Linked DNA regions of Sus scrofa: all the other regions are linked to region 2. Evidence: chromatin contacts called from public promoter capture Hi-C data. All regions are on one chromosome and are shown on one strand. The core of a region is the stretch at or near the end of the contact, and the rest is flanking DNA. Distances in the headings are between cores, read along the strand shown. Region 1 holds the start of C9H1orf116 (specifically androgen-regulated gene protein). Region 2 holds the start of C4BPB (C4b-binding protein beta chain). Region 3 holds the start of PFKFB2 (6-phosphofructo-2-kinase/fructose-2,6-bisphosphatase 2).

Evidence for each region. Promoter capture Hi-C pulls out the DNA fragments that hold promoters and counts their contacts.
Region 1: a contact with region 2 is called in a promoter capture Hi-C map of liver, with 3 times the contacts expected there. The contact joins the promoter of C9H1orf116 here to the promoter of C4BPB in region 2. A contact is called at or near these places in 1 of 5 promoter capture datasets (liver), 14 of 47 Hi-C or Micro-C datasets (adipose tissue, blood, brain and 8 more) and 1 of 2 datasets of contacts at active chromatin or transcription factors (skeletal muscle).
Region 3: a contact with region 2 is called in a promoter capture Hi-C map of liver, with 2.7 times the contacts expected there. The contact joins the promoter of PFKFB2 here to the promoter of C4BPB in region 2. A contact is called at or near these places in 1 of 5 promoter capture datasets (liver), 15 of 47 Hi-C or Micro-C datasets (adipose tissue, blood, brain and 8 more) and 1 of 2 datasets of contacts at active chromatin or transcription factors (skeletal muscle).

Annotation. Positions count from the first base shown.
Region 1 is chr9:67,659,526-67,662,979 of Sscrofa11.1, reverse strand. C9H1orf116 (specifically androgen-regulated gene protein) reads left to right here and starts at 1,596. Exons shown (of 6, transcript XM_021063321.1): 1 at 1,596-1,709.
Region 2 is chr9:67,714,796-67,718,131 of Sscrofa11.1, reverse strand. C4BPB (C4b-binding protein beta chain) reads right to left here and starts at 1,927. Exons shown (of 7, transcript XM_003130455.6): 1 at 1,773-1,927; 2 at 1,150-1,346; 3 at 378-551. The coding sequence starts at 1,207. PFKFB2 (6-phosphofructo-2-kinase/fructose-2,6-bisphosphatase 2) reads right to left here. Exons shown (of 16, transcript XR_002335794.1): 15 at 2,079-2,267; 16 at 1,211-1,346.
Region 3 is chr9:67,680,120-67,683,553 of Sscrofa11.1, reverse strand. It overlaps PFKFB2 (6-phosphofructo-2-kinase/fructose-2,6-bisphosphatase 2), which reads right to left and starts at 1,726. Exons shown (of 16, transcript XR_002335794.1): 1 at 1,525-1,726; 2 at 327-434. It overlaps YOD1 (ubiquitin thioesterase OTU1), which reads left to right and starts at 1,665. Exons shown (of 4, transcript XM_005667547.3): 1 at 1,665-1,780; 2 at 2,047-2,304. The coding sequence starts at 2,254.

The sequences.
Region 1 (3,454 bases), core at 347-2,846, 55 kb after region 2:
ATCTGTGTATTTCATGTTTTCTACTTGGGATTTTCTCCAAAATAGAGGCTGACTGGCATCCTACTGATACATGGCAAGCTTGATGTCGTACTGCCTGCGTTGAAGTCCCTGCCTGCTACATCCTAGCTGCATGATCTTGAGAAAGTTATTTAACCTCCTTGTAAAATTTGTATATTAATAGTGCCTACCTTTTGAAGTTCAAATAAAGATTAAATGAAAAAATGCATGGAAATGCTTAGCACAATACTGAGTGCAGAGAAAGAGTTTAATGAATATTGGCAATGACTATGTGCATTGATTTTATTTACTTATTTTTTTTCTGTCTTCTTTTAGGGCACCTGCAGCATATGGAGGTTCCCAGGCTAGGGGTAGAATCAGAGCTACAGCTGCCGCCTACATCACAGACACAACAACACCAGATCCAAGCCACCTCTGCGACCTACACCACAGCCCACAGCAACACTGGATCCTTAATCCCCTGAGCAAGGCCAGGATTCAAACCCGAAATCTCATGGTTCCTAATCAGATTCATTTCTGCTGTGCCACGACAGGAACTCCTCTGCATTGATTTTAATTTTTCTTCCTGCCCCTGTGGTATCAAGGATAACTTATATCCAAGGAAAAACCAGCTTCCAAGCAAAATATCTGGTTAAAGTGGCTTCTGTACCTGGAGAAAGATGAGGAAGATTTCCTCCTGAAAGCGTTGGATTCTTCCACCTATTCTCTTCTGTCTAGTCCCTCCAGTTGTTTTTAACTACAAGTGCCAATAATGTGCCCATAGAAGAAGATAGGAGCTGCTAAACTGGTTGGTGGATTCTTTTTGTTTTTATTGCTCAATATCCATTGCTACTTTCCAAGCACAGCTACAAAAGACCAGAACCCAAATGAGGGTGTGCATGTTCCCTCTTTCAAGGCTGTCCAGTCACTTTTTCATCAGAACAGGGACCCCTTGGGGGAGGAAAAAAGGTTTTATTTCCCGCAGAAATAGATGAAGCCAAGGTCATTGGTAAACTGTGGGGCAACAGTGTCTCAGCTCCAGCCTCTCCCGCCTTAGACGCCTTCTTCCTTGGTCCTGGGTGGAGCTGCTAGGGTTATGAGCTTCTAGGAAAACGCTTAAAGGTAACAGTGATTCTGAACATCTAGAAAAGCTAGTAGCAAAACTGGCACAAGGCTTTCCGAGGAATACTTCTCTTCGAGAAGAAGGCAGTTCTAGCTAGAAAACCAAGTTTCAAGCAGACACACTAGAAAAGCGTACTGCCCAGTGGACTGACTTTCTATCAGGATTTAAAATAGTATGAATAATAATATGTTTTGCCTACTCTCTCCCTGCTGACTCTCCCTTCTTCCAGTTTTAGCCCAAACTAGGCCCTCCTCTTTTATTTTCAAGGGCCTTTATTGGCTCTCAACGAGGGAGGGGGAAGGCAAGAGAGGATTGGCCAAAGGAGAAGAGCGCCGCCCCGCCCTGTCCCCGCCCACGCCCTCCCCGGAGGAACAGCTGGAATGGGAAGGAGGGAGGGAAATCTGGGATTGGCTGAGAGTCGGTGGCTGGGTGGGGTGAGGCAGCTCCGTTGAAGCTTTTACCTGTCTAGGTAAGTCAGGAAGAGGTCAGAAGAAAACAGTAGGAGGCAGGGGGAGCAGTCTCTGTCTCCGTCTCTGCCCTTTGAAATAGAAGGGTATTCCTTTCCTCCCTCAGTCCCCACCCAGTGAAGGTGAGTTAATTACTAACTCAACTATTGCTTATTCTGCAGCGAGGGGGCGGGGGGCTTCATGGGAAGTCGGAGCTACGGAATGGTGGGGAGCCCCTTATACCCGTAGCTAGAGGGCTTTCCTGTCTGTTCCTCAACTCTCTAATGTGGGATCAGAGTAGGTAGGTAGCTTCCTGAGATTGCAGTGTTTCTGTGGAGAACAGGACTGAGACGCATTTTTTTTTTCCATCTACCTGTTTAGGTTAGATATGCATATTGTGTAGATAAAGAAAGGAAAACAGGTTTGTTTTAGACCTTTGCATCTCTGAAGAGCTGAAATTGAGTTGTGATTTTGGAAGAGAACAGTTGTAGAGGGCGTCAAAATGAAGGCTCACCTAGCACTTTGGTTTTCCATTGCATTTCTAACAGGAAAATTTCCTGTGGCTTTATCAACTCAATGTCTATCTTTATTTAAGCAAAGGGTTCAGTGTGTGTGTGTGTGTGTGTGTGTGTGTGTTCAGTAATGGTCGTGTGATAATGGAGCTCTCTGTGGATGGGTGTGAAAGGTGTGAGCTGAGCTAGGGTGTTTGGAAGGGGGGTGTGAGGTCTGCTTACGTTGGGAAAACTCCAACTCAGGCTACCAGCTCATCTTTGCAACACCCCCGGATAGTCTAGTTGCAAAGTCAAGCCTATTTGAGTTCATTTTAATGAATTTAACGACGTTGCCGGTTAATAGACACAGGGACTAGCAGACGGAAAGCTACTCAACTGTGCCATGGCCTCGCCCACATTAATATTTCACGATAGCATGTTGAGTCTAGTAGGAATTCTGAGTGGGGCTGAGGCCAAAGCAGTGTGGCAGAGGCCAGAGAGGAGAACCAGACCTGTGTGGTGGTTTTGCTTTGTGTTCCTTCAGGGGTCCCCTGGCAGGCTGTGTGACCGGTTTCCCTGCACAGGGACAGCTGGGTGTGGAAGTCAAGTCAGAGTGGCAAGTCAGCTCTTGGTCATCCAGCTCGTAGGGGTTAACTCTGTGGTCCCTAACTTCACCCCTTTTCCTCCTGCTTCAGAAAAGGGGAAGTGGGACGACCCAGTGCCAGGATCCCAGGGCTTGGCACACAACTCCCAGCGAATATACCGAGTTTCCGGTCCTGCCAACTGGAACTTTGGGCATTCGCTCAGCCTGCGCTGCAGAACCAGCCCACCAAGCTCACCAAGCAGCCATAGATGATGACCTTGTCAGCAATAAAGATAACTTGCAGGGTCTGGCAAACCTCTTCTGCGTAGGGGATATTTCTGCTAACCCTCTCCCTCAAACCCACTTGAAGGAGGCGATTATATCGCTGCCTAAAAACACACAGAAACTTGCCCATGTGCCTGTGGAGAGGGATACACACCCAGTGCAACTTTTAATCTTCTTGGCATTTTCCTTACGATGTGCTCCAGCTCAAGGCACCTTTTGTGCAGTCAGCAGAAAGCAGAGACACCTGGCCTAAGAGAAACCGGAAACCTCTTGGACCCCTGGGGAGAGAGCCTTGGAGGACATGGGAGTGGGCTCACGGGAAGAGGGTAAAAAGGGGCCGTTGGGTCTGTTCAGAAGGTACAGAGAAGCCAAACTGGAGTGGGTCTGGAGCCCTCACCCCACCCCCTCCAGATGCCAGAATTCCACATGCCATTTATTTACTCTCCTCCAAAGCTTGGCTGGTTTCAGGGTGTAGTTAATATTTAATGCGCCCTTGCATGGGTGGCCCTGATATAGGCTGTGCACATTT
Region 2 (3,336 bases), core at 678-3,177:
TTGAAGCTGGGTGATAAGTTCATGCGTTCATTTTACTCTTCTGTCTTTTGTATATATGTAAAATTTTTCATAACATAAAATTTTAAAGCAGTATGATATTAAACAAATTACAGCCCCCCCAAAAATGGTTTTAATATGTAGAAGAAATCCTTCTTATAGGGATGATTGAGTCTATTAATTCAACTAAATTAATACTGACCAAGAGCTGATTATATACTTTCCAAGGGAAGTTCTACCACTAGAGTGCTTTAAAAATTGAGTTCCTAGAATTGAGATTTTTTTTCTTATAAAGTCTTAACATGGCCTACAGGAGACACGATGTGAAAGTATACAGTGGGGTGACAAGACAGACAAAGAAGCAGAAAAATCAAACTTACAACGGCACTCAGGGGCGGGGGCATTCCACTCCTGCGAGGAATTACAAAAAAGGGTTTTCTCTCCTACCAGGTGGTAGCCATTAATACAGAAATAAGTCCCAAGAATTTGTCCTTCCCCCTCCTTTGCAACAAAGATGCTATTGTCTACTGCAGGGAGTTCTGGGCAGCTCTGGGCTACAAGGAAAAAGAAAACAGATTTACTTGATGTATCATGCACTATGAGGAAGTGTGTATCATGTATCAGATGCTTTTAGATTCCCCCCATTCAAGTGCCTTTTTGCTGGATTATTAATTCCGACTCCATGTTACTCTTCCATGTAACACCCCCTCCCTCCCTTCCTAAGGATTTCCCACAGTTTTCTTTCCAAAAAAGCATAACAGGAATCCTACTCAAATTCAGCGATAAGTTATCCACACCTAAAAAAAAAAAAAAAAAAAAAAAAAAAGCAATCCCCCTTTTCAAATAGTAGCCCTAGAGTTTATCATAAATAAAACTTTTCAAGATTTAAAAATTGGTAACTTTATGACTCCCAGAAGAGAAAACGAAAGTAAACAGTTAACAATTTACCTCACAGAGCAAAGTCATTTAATATTTGCTACACCTCTACTGAATACAGAGCATAGGCTAATTAATTTGAGATTTTTTTCAGTAAAAGAAATAATTTCAGAAATTTAAATGTCATCAGTCTAAATTTCATTAAAACCTTACCCTCATAATCCACAAACTGATATCAAGTGCCTTATGAATTGAGCTTAAGAAGAGCATACATACCATCTGAGGCAGAAATCAGCCACACAACCACAAGATAGCACATAAACCAGAAAAACATCCTGTGATCAATTGTTTGACCCGGGTTGGAAATGACCCAGCCTAGGCACCTGGTTTGGATCAAAACGGTCTTCTCACACCACTCAAGATCAGACCAACAACCTCCTTCCTAGAAAAGAGGTTGTATTGACTTCCCTTCCCTGGAAGGAAAAAAAAAAATAATCTACATCAGGAAATAAGAATAGCTGTAAGGGGAGTTCCCATCGTGACTCTCAGCAGAAATGTATAGGACTAGTATCCATGAGGATGCAGGTTTGATCCCTGGTCTCCATCAGCGCGTTAAGGATCAGGCGTTGCCTTGAGCTGTGGTATAGATCGCAGACGTGGCTTGGATCTGATGTTGTCGTGGCTGTGGTGTAGGCCGGCGGCTGTAACTCCAATTCAGCCCCTAGCCTGGGAACCTCCATATGCTGCAGGTGCAGCCCTAAAAAACAAAAAGTAAAATAATAGCTGTAAGGAAATTCGTACAAGGAGAGATTTTGCAAAAAACACAAAGGGATGATTAAAATTAAAAAAAAAAAAAAAAGAGCTGCCAGTTTTAAAATTCAGTTTCAGAAACTGCTCACATGTTATTTATGCAAATCCAGTTAACCAGTGCCTTTGAACTGTAGGCTGATCCTTCCTCAATAGACTTGGGCCAGATGGTCTTGCCATGACCTTCACTTCTGTCAATATTTGCCAGTGTTTGCACTCCACCTTCTGCAACTCTCTCCAGCATTGTGGGTGGAGGGGGGTATGTGAGAGGGTGAAGAGGGGAGTACTTTCCTAAAAGAAACCCAAGGGAGTGCTACCTCCTCCCCCTTTCTCAAACACCAGGTGTCCCAAGACTGTAAGAGGCACTGAAAGCTGAAAGTTCAAGGAAGTCAACCAACCTTGCCTGTCTCTGACCTTCCAGACTATATTGCTTCCCAGAAAGGAACTGGTCCTGGTGGATTCCAAGCAACTCATTTGCCAGGTCTCTTCCAAGGCTTCCCATTCCATGGGGCTTCCAGGCAGGACCTGACCTGAGTCCAGAGTCAATCAAATGAACTAAGGGAGAGATGAGGGGAATGCTCTGGTCTCTGGAATGAAAGCATATAAAATCCTTTTGGGGTTCCCATAGCTTCTTGTTCATGATGATTCCAGCCATGAGCTGGTTGTCTGTGTTCCAATTCTAAAGCTGGGGTAAAAGTCTTACAAAATTTTAGATTTAAATAAAATAATAAACATAAAACAGCACAGTATATGTAAAACATAAGGACACAGTCAGTTCTCAAATATTATTCTCATCCCCACCCATTATGCTTCCTTTGTAACGATTTGTTCTCATCTTTCTCCCACAGTAGACTGTTTAAAAAAAAAAAAAAAAAGCAACTGAGTAAATTTGAAGACCTAATTGGCCTTATTCAGCAATTCATGAATGGGGCAGTATCCATTTAGTAAATAGAAGGATGCTCCCTTATAAAGAGGTGTATAAAATGGAGAGTTTTTATAGTAGAATGAGGCAAGGAGGTCATTAGCAAAAGAAAAGGAAGAATTGCTTCAGGGTAGGTCACCTTCTCTGGGGGGAAAGGATGAGAGCCTAATTAGGCCCATTAATGCTAACCAGAAAATTCCAGACTGGCCCCAATTAAAATATGTATGACTGGGTCACTATGCTGTACAGCAGAAATTGACACAATACTGTCAATTTATCAACTATAAATTTAAATCAACCATACTCTAATAAAAAATTTTTTAATGAAAAAAATTTTAAAGGTTATATTCCTGGGGAAGGTAGAAATTGCAATGAGGTCAAGTATTAAACCTAGGTTTGGTATGATGTCATTTGAGACCTGTGGTTCTCTCTTTAATAACTGTTGACAACTTTAGAACAGGGATTGTGGTTCATCTGTGTTTGCATTCCCTTCCTCTGCCTCCCATAATGCAAAGCAGGATTGCCTGCTAAATGAACAAAAGCAAGGCAGGGTACATGAAAAGAACAGTCACCAGGGAACTCTACCACAGCCCCTCCAATCCATACTACCATTTATTATATACTGCCTTTATGGCTTTCCTATATCCTTGATAACTATAGTGAAAACACCTTTAAATAGACTGACAACCAGGACCTACTGTAGAGCACAGGGTAATCTACTCAGTGCTGTGTAA
Region 3 (3,434 bases), core at 477-2,976, 34 kb after region 2:
TGCCTCTCTGTCTTACTCACTGCATATACAACAGTGCTTGCTCTTTCAACATCAGTGGAGTGTACAGATACCCCCAGAAGACAGAGATTCAGTTAACAAAAGCAGGAAGAAAATGCTCGGCCACATGGGCAGCCTAGCACCAAAGACAGACATTTCACGGAGTCTACTTGTTTCAGACAGGAAATTCCCCTGATGGCCTTTGTTTTAAATTCCCGTGTCAAAGACTTATTTCTTACTCCCATTGAGCAGCAAAGTCTAGGATTACAACTATATTCCCAAGACAAAAACCTGGGACAAGGCAGCCCTTCCTCTTTCCCACCACTCACAGCATTTCTTCTCTGACATTCGGAGATTTGTTTTGGTTTCATAGCTGTTGTTGTTCTGTTCTGAGGAAGATGCAGGATTCCCAGACATGGCAGCTCTTCAGGGGACCCCTGGAAGGGATAAAAGGGATATAAGGAAGAGAAGGAAGGAGACAACCTTCCAAACACTCAGTGAAGAGGATCAGAGAGGTATAAGTGCAAGAACCCTGGCCCAAGAGTCAAGTCCAGCCTTTTTCCCAGTTAAGAGCTATACGCCCTAATAAGTCATGAATGCCCCTAGCCCTGTGTTTCCTCATCTCTGAAGAGGTGCAGCAGAAGCTTGCATTTATATTGCTGACTTTGGAGTTTACACTCAAATAAATTATCTCCTTCAATCCTCCCAACAATCCTGTAATGAAACAGATTTTGCTACCATTATTACTTCTCCTCATTTTACAGATTGAAAAACTGAGATTAATCAAACTAAGTGGTTCATCCAAGTTCCTTCCTGACTTCAGATTCCAGTTTAAGAATCTGGGGAGAGTAGTGGCAGCAGTTGGGGGTGGGGTGAGTTGCAAATAGATCAAGTCCATTATCATAAAGTAACTGCAGTCCAATGGGAGGATTCAGTCCTGAAAAAAATGAGAAGTGGGAAAAATCTCAAACATATCCCCTGAAGGAAAAACTGTAACTGGACCCAGAGACAGCCCTCACCCGTCACCATTTCTCCTCTGGTGTTCCTACTCTCAAGCCCTTGTCCACACCCTCTCCCCAACGATCCCCTGGGAAACAGTCCATGGAAGAAACACTGGGGAGCAAAGAGGTGGTAAATAACTTCCCCAAGGTCGCCTACAGAATAACGGGTAAGTCCTGATTCGAACTAGTGTGGGAGAGCCCCACGCGTTCTCCCTACAAACCCGGACAAGGACTCGTGAGGAAGGAAGGTCCTACTGCTTCAGGGACCTTGCACTGTACTTCCACTAACCACACAAATCCTGTAACTCACATAAACTGCAGCTTTGAGTTCCTAAACATCCGCACTCCAGGCGACGCCCGGGGGCCCGTACTTCCCCGAAACGACGAGGCTTCATCTTCCCACATCTCAGGGTGCATGCGGCCCCTCCCTCCTCTCGTCCGCCTAGACCCTTCAAGACGCTGTACAGCTGTCGGCCACCCCAAGATCCCTCCTAAGACTCCTCCCGTCTGTGGCCCCAGCACCTACCGGGTAACGCGGCAGACGGGAACCCACAGACTGTGGCCGGTGTCCGGCACACCAGTCGCCGGCAAATCACGTGCCCCCGCCTGGCTCCGCCCACTCCCGCGTTGGTCCTCACCTGGAGAGAATCGTCCACCAATAGAGAGCAAGCAGGCTTCAGGGGGCGGGGCTCAAATTAGAATCACTGACGCTAGCTCCAGAAGGAGGATAGAACTGTGAAGGGGAAAAATCACAAGCTCGCAAGTTTCCCAGCACCGTGGAGGTTGGTTGCATCGTTGCTTGGCAACTAACAGGGCTGGGGGCGGGATTAATAAAAAGTAAGTTTTGTGGGTTTTTTCGTCCTCTCGCGAGAATGAACTAGTAGAAGTCTTGAGAGGGTGACCGGAAAAATCATTGCGGAGATTAACGCTTTTTCCTGAATCCCAGCGGGATCTGTTAGATCTGTAAATTGGGACGTAAGCTTGGAAGGTGTTTGCTAGAGTAAACTACCACAATACATCTTAAGGTGTTTGCATATTCTTGCCTCAGGTCGCGGACACTGTAAACTAAGGAAATCAACAACTCTCACCGCTGAACCAGGAGCTTCCCTGGATCCATGCACATACTTCAGTGGATTTACCATCTTATTTATTCTCCCTCTTACCACTCACACTGTACCATCTGTTATGGTCATCTTGAAGAACCAAAGAGAAAAACTGCTCAAGGAGAAAATTGGGTCATGAAAGATCTGAAAAGATGCAAAGTCTCCATATAACTTATTCAGATCTAGAGGCTTTTACAGTGGAGGTGAGTTTGCACATTCCGAGTGAACTTTTCACAGTTGCCCCCAGGCCCCCTTGATGCTTGATTCTGTTGATAAACTGTCTCTACGCGGGGTAGGCCTTGCTGCTTCGGATTCAGGATGGAAAAAGAACAATGAGTATGGATTTCTTGGAAGAGAGAGAAATTCAGAGGTATTTTTATTCCTCTGTCACCTGGGGGTTAAATTCATCCTTCTGAACAGCTCAAATCATTACCTACTCGTTGAAACTTTTTACAACTCCCAGTATGTTACAGTTGCCTTCTCTGTGCTTATACAACTTGGTTCTAACTATTCAGCAAGTGTTTACAGAGCACTTACTTGGAAGGCACAGTCCTGTGTTTAGGGATACGGGGTTGGAAAAAGTCACACAACCTAGCATTATCACGTTGCTGTGAAATACAGGGGTTGCGTGTCCTTTACACCTCACCGGCTCTCCTGATTACGTGAGTACTTCGCCATAATGAAGTCAGGAATGGAGTCGTCTTGGTATTTGTATAACTAGGGCGAACTGGAATCTGGATGACACACGGTAGCCCTCTTCATTCCTCCTTCTTACACTGCCAGCACCTCCCGAATAGCCCTCGGCCCAGATGCTGACCTCATACTGCGCTTTCTGATGTGGCAAATGGACGTTTTTAAGTTGCAGGCTCATGAAGGTGGAAAGGCCAGTCCCCCGGGTCCCTTAACCTCAATGAGTCAGTGTTTGCTGCAGCCATGCGTCTAATCACGAGTATATGTTTGTCTTTGACAGGTCTTTTTGACTCACTGACCATTCTTGGCATTCGTTTGCCTTCCGAACTATGATCCGGCGTGGTTTGGAAGCCCCAATTTAATAATTTCCGACCTAAGTGCAAGGTTACATTCCAATGTATTAGATTCAGGAACTCCGTTCTCCGCCCTCTTCCCTTGAGCATATATTCTGCCAACGCAGAAGGTGCCTCACTCGTTCTACAGGCAGCAAGACTAGCCGCACTTTAGGAATACGGCTAAATCATCACCCTTTGCCACCTAAAGTAGGGGTGGGTGGGAACTAGTTGTCACTTTAAGAATAGGCTAAGACTGAAGCTGCGGAGTGTCGCGAGAACTATAGCCAGCGACTTCTCGCGATGTTTGG